Linked DNA regions of Hordeum vulgare: region 1 is linked to region 2. Evidence: chromatin contacts called from public Hi-C data. All regions are on one chromosome and are shown on one strand. Each heading gives the region's core, a stretch centred on a gene start, on an enhancer-like site or on the middle of the called end of the contact. The rest is flanking DNA. Distances are from core to core; before and after follow the strand shown. Region 1 holds the start of LOC123447941 (chaperone protein dnaJ 10-like). Region 2 holds the start of LOC123447914 (phosphatidylinositol/phosphatidylcholine transfer protein SFH8-like).

Region 1 (2,720 bases), core at 99-2,598, 230 kb after region 2:
CGAAAATTAAATAAGTGAAGTTCTGATGAAGGTTATGCGGTAAGTATTACCAATCTGTGTGAAGTATGTAAAATTAGCCCACTCCATTTGTGCGAAAGCTTCTATGTTTGTGTTGTCTACTGGTCATGTATGGTCAGTGTTTGTGTGCGACGAGAGGTGCAAATGAAGATCTCATTTGACTTGATGCTATCTGTCACCGACTCACAGAAGGAAGGACCAAGTGTTTGCTCCGTAGCGAACCTGTTGCAACGCACGAGCTATTTTGCTAGATAAGGCTCATGTGGCTATCTAATTCAGGCTTTTTTGCTAGATAAGGCTCATGTGGCTATCTAATTCAATTGCTATATGTCATGTTCGAGCTCTGAAGAACATAGTGAATCTGTTTGTTCAGAAGAACATATGTCACTGTTTGCACTCTCTCGTTGTACCATCTTTATATCTGAGAACTAAAGGATTTATTCTTTCAATCAGGAACCAATTTAAGTAGCAAGTCTATTTTTCCTTGGTTACTTGTATCATTGTTTTCCAACACTAAGTACTAATTGACAACCAGCCATGATCATCCGTTCATCGATTAGTGTGCTTTTCATTTTGTTAGTTTTTTACTAATTTTCTAGCTAAGTGAATTCTATCAGAAGCTATGAACCTTACCAACGTCCGCGATTGGACTCCCGGTGTTTCTAAATTCTGAATGAACTACAAGAAGCCAATTTCTGAATGAATTTGTTGAGGATTTGCATGGTTATTCTTCAACCAGAGTGCATGGCTATTCTTGGGTTTGAGCCTTAGCCATGCAACAATGAGATCTTATTGCGCTGTTTTGTGAGCCATTTAAACTGAAATCGGTCATCCATTTTGTTTAGAAATTTTATCCGAGTACTTTTGATCACAATTGTACTTCTATTTCTGCAACAGAATCTATTTCAACTTGCCATGCGCCAGTTCACTAACAGTGCAGATACTATGCAACTTGGGACATTAAGTAAGAGCATATTCATGTTTACTTGTTATATTTATTTATTTCGTACGCGGTGCAACGCACGGGCATTTTTATTAGTAAATCTAAAAATAATATGAGCATCAGGATTTAAATCTATGTTGGGCCGGTATTCCACTAGGGACACCGTGCAAAATCTGTCCAAAACGACGCAGCCATCTGCGCACAACAGAGGAGATTGACAGGTCTAAATCCGTCACGCAAGCACGCGGTTAAGCAACGGAGATTTCTTAGCCATGTTGCCACCGATGCCATCTCGCACGCGTCGTCGTCATCCCGCGTGAGATCTGCCGTACGTACTCCTACAGCTCTACTATAAAATCCAAGACGCATGCATTGCTGTCGCCGAAGCGAACCATCTGTCCATTGCCCAGACCATCAGCATCTCTCTCATCGTCCGCCGCGGACACGCCAGCCTGCCTGCCAGCGCACCACACCTGGGCGCCTCGCTGCCGTGACGTGGTGTCGCTGACGGGTGGGCCCTCTGCCCACGTTGACCCCACCGCATCACCAATTCACCACCACCCGACTCTCCGTCCCAGCAGAGATATTCGCGGATCCACGGTGTCGAGAAACACCCCCCAAATCTCTTCTTCCTCCTCGTCTTCTTCCCCGGGAACCTTCGAGAAGCTTCTAGAACCGACCGTCCGGCCGGCCGTGGTGCGCATCTCTCTTACTCTCGGGCTCGGGTTTCTTTCCTCCGCTGCTAACCGCTCTCGATTTTGTCATAGCATTCGCTGTTCTGTTGGTAGCCGCGGGCGGGCGAGATCCGGTTGCGGCGGCCATGGTGAAGGAGACCGCCTACTACGAAACCCTGGGGGTCAGCGTCGACGCCTCCCCCTCCGACATCAAGAAGGCATACTACGTCCAGGTGAGTTCCCATCGTCTTATATCATCAATACTAGGCCCATCTCCCTCTGCTGCATCTGAATCGGCGCGTTTGTATGCCTTCCAGGCCAGGCTGGTGCACCCGGACAAGAATCCCGGCAACCCCGACGCGGCGCGGAAATTCCAGGTGCGTTTTAGGCGCCTTCTCTTCGGTCTTCACCCCTGCCATGTTCTGTCAGTTTATTGTGGAACAAGCGAAATTGCGTGGTCATGTGAATATGCTAGTATTTCAGATGCCATGTATGTAGTTAATCCCATGGTTTGAGTGTAGATTGGAGCTAGAATTTGGGTTGGCCAAAGTTAGTTTAGATTTTTATTCTTTTGGAAGGAAGTTAGTTTAGCCAAAGTCATGAGGTATAGTTTGATCTGTTACCAATTAACAGATGTTCAGAGAGAGCATATTTGGAATGCACGTTTCACTCCATGCACGCCTTGTTTCATAATAGGGTGTTCCTTGCTGAGTAGTGCTTGCGTACTCATCGATTTACATGTTAAATCTATTACCTGTAAGTGTCTCTATGGCGTCAAATGCCTCTTTAAATGATAATGTCCACTTGTATAATCATCGAGAAGCTTGCTCTTAACAGGATCTTGGAGAGGCCTACCAAGTCCTAAGCGATCCAGCCAAGAAGGAGGCTTATGATAAGCATGGAAAGGAGGGCCTTTCCCAGTAAGTCATGAATTTCTTTGAGTTCTGAACTTTTTGTAAGTAATTGGTATTTTTCTTAAAAGGGGAAAACACAGCTGCCCCTAAAAGGATTGTTTGGATTGAACTAGCTGACTGTGAGCATAGAACTGGGTTCTCTAGTTGTTTGTATATGGTGAGAAAACGGGA
Region 2 (2,781 bases), core at 119-2,618:
TCTTTTCTCCTTCTGAGTTGTCTGCATCCGATCTGCTCTCTTTCTTTCCATCATTATGTGTAAATCCTTCAAAAGCTGTGCCCAGTAACAATATGTTAATATTCCATACTGTAGTCAAAGCAAAAGCAGATACAGTTACTCTAGTAACAAAAACCAATAGCCAAATAATGGTGTTCTGCAAGGAACTGCAGCAAGAACCCATGCCAAATACAGTTACCCGTATGCTGAAACAACACTCTGTGATTACAGGTGCTAGTATGAAGATTCAGCAAGGGTGAGTTGCAAAAAGGGACAGGGTCGTCAATTTTGTTCAGCACCATACAGAGTGCAAGCAGAAAGAACCTTGCACTGATTAGTTGGATGGTTTAAAAATTTGTTGGTTCATACAGGTGGCATCAACAACACAATATGTTAATTCTCTGCATTTTCCTGTACTCTACAATTAAGTCTTATGTAGTTATCTTTGACAATGATTACCTACTAACCTTCACGCACTAGATATAATAACACAATCTTTTATAAAGGAAGGTAAGCTGCCATTATTTTTTCACATCAGGTAAGCTGTCATTCCCATTGAAAGAGTAGGGGAGGTAATATCCTTTAGCGATGCCAAGTAAAAAACAACTGAAAACAGAACAGACTTCTGCTCGAAGATTTTTCCTTCTTTTTTACACAGAAAGTTGTTTATTTACACGTGGACTTTACTGTCAAATTAGGAACATGCTTCCGGTGGCCCCAAATCGCATAATCCTCATAGCTGATTCGAGGAGCGCGATAATCAAAATACGAGCCTATTTAATCCCAGACACTGAAAAAGAAACGAACTTTACAGAGGAAATCACGAGAGGAGCCAGAAACATTGAACCCTAGGAAATTGGTTCCTCCAAGTCCTAAAGGAAATAAGTACGTCGACCAGCAACAATAAACGGAGGAACAAACACTTTATACTCACATGGCCTGGCTAATCGGTCGAGGGGCCCTGACATCCCCTCCGGCTCCGGAATCGATCTCCCCAGCAAAGCCCCAGGCCCGAAATCCGCTGGAAAATCCGCACGGAAAAATTCAGCGAGCAGGACAGCAGCGAAGAGCGCCCGCCACGCACGCTCGAACGCCGGATTGGCGAATTGGATTAGGGGGGGGGGGAGAAGAACTTGAATCAATCGAATGACGGTTCTTACGCGCGCGTACCAGGCGGGGAATCTGGTCCCCGGCGGAGATTTTCCGCCTGTCAGTTTCGGGATTCGGGTGCGGATTTCGGGGGGCGGGAGGAGGAGGAGCTTCTCCTTCTCCCACCGTTTTAATGGGGCGGGCGGGCGGGCGACTCCGGGAGGGAGAAGAAGAAGAAGGAGGCAGAGGGCACGGAGGTTTCCGTCACGGCGCGGGTAGACCAGGCCCATGGGCCGGAAACGGTTGACCCGGGCGACGTGGACGTGTTCGGTACGTGGGCCCGGCGCACCCGGACCACCCACCACGTAGGAATCTTTTTACTAGTTGGATACGTAGATCTGAGGGCTGAGGCGCGTCTGCCGTGGCCGTTGATGCGCGCCGGTCCGAGCAGTGGACGGTGGCGATGCGGCCTCGCCCATGGACCGAGCGCAGGAGGCCGTGCCCGTGACGTGACGCGTGGAAGGCTTTGGCCGAGTCAGATTTGGTTTGGTTGGGCAACTGCTCCCTCGTCCACTCCTTTTTAATTCCGCTACAATTGTTCTACTAGTACAGATTATATAATTTATTATGGGGTGCTTTTATGCAAGTATCTATTGGTTATTGATTGATGATTGATGATGATACATTGTCTGCCTACAATTGATCAAACAAACACAGATGCATAAGGGAAACTATAAATATCTATTCCCTTTAAAAATATATATATATAAGACCTTTTAGAGATTTTACTATAGACTATATACGGATGTATATAGATATATTTCAGAATATAGATTTACTCATTTTACTTCGTATGTGGTTTATAGTAAAAAATTAAAAAGGTTTTATATTTAAGAATGAAGCGAGTGGTAGTTTTGTTTTAAGAAAAACTAAATCTAAGCGGCATCGGAGAAAAAATGGCTAGACCTTTTTCCCTTTGAAATAGAGGTAAGAAGAAGAAAATTGGTGAGTTAGAGCACCTCCAACGCAGCGACCCAATTGTCCGTCCGCATCCATTTGGGTCAGCACAGACAAAAATGAAGGCCTAACGCGCCAACCCAAACCCAAAACGTGTCTGCTTCGTGTTCGTGCGGATTCATTTTCGGCTCAAAATTGCTCCTGAAATGCGTTGATACGGACGCGAAGCGGACGCGGCGCGCGCCTTCTCATGCCCGCACGCGTCCACACATGGCGTCTGGTTAAAGCCAGCGTCGTCTTTATTAACGACGACCGTCCATCATGGACCCACGCGTCAGCGACCCACGGGTGTCCTTTTTTGATCCGTGCATACGCCCATGGGGGAGGGGGGCTCATCCTCTTTCATAAGTCGCCCCCATCCACATCTAGCCACCCGTTGCTTCCCCGTCGTCTGTAAACCAAGCCACCATTGGTTTCTTCTCCAGCAAAGACAAGGGCAAGTCCCCCGCCTTCCTTGTGTGCGCGCTCCCGTCGTCGGCGTCTTCCCATCTGCGTGCTCTCGTCGTCGGCATCTTCCCGTCTGCTTCGGCAGCGGGTCAACATACCAGTGCACCAAGTGAGGTGGCACTAGAAGCACCAATTCCCCTTACCCTACCCCGACGTCACGCTGCCGCATTACTGGCATTTGGATCCGAAGAGGATCCCAGTGCCAATGGT

Evidence for each region. A called contact is a pair of places that touch in the nucleus more often than the background predicts.
Region 1: a Hi-C map of seedling shows a contact between it and region 2, with 7 times the contacts expected there. The contact joins the promoter of LOC123447941 here to the promoter of LOC123447914 in region 2. A contact is called at or near these places in 4 of 6 Hi-C or Micro-C datasets (leaf and seedling) and 1 of 1 datasets of contacts at active chromatin or transcription factors (embryo).

What each region holds. Positions count from the first base shown.
Region 1 is chr1H:484,401,099-484,403,818 of MorexV3_pseudomolecules_assembly, forward strand. It overlaps LOC123447941 (chaperone protein dnaJ 10-like), which reads left to right and starts at 1,349. Exons shown (of 10, transcript XM_045124683.1): 1 at 1,349-1,657; 2 at 1,729-1,868; 3 at 1,953-2,012; 4 at 2,473-2,555. The coding sequence starts at 1,782.
Region 2 is chr1H:484,166,960-484,169,740 of MorexV3_pseudomolecules_assembly, forward strand. It overlaps LOC123447914 (phosphatidylinositol/phosphatidylcholine transfer protein SFH8-like), which reads right to left and starts at 1,369. Exons shown (of 15, transcript XM_045124654.1): 1 at 1,179-1,369; 2 at 953-1,039; 3 at 1-75. The coding sequence starts at 986.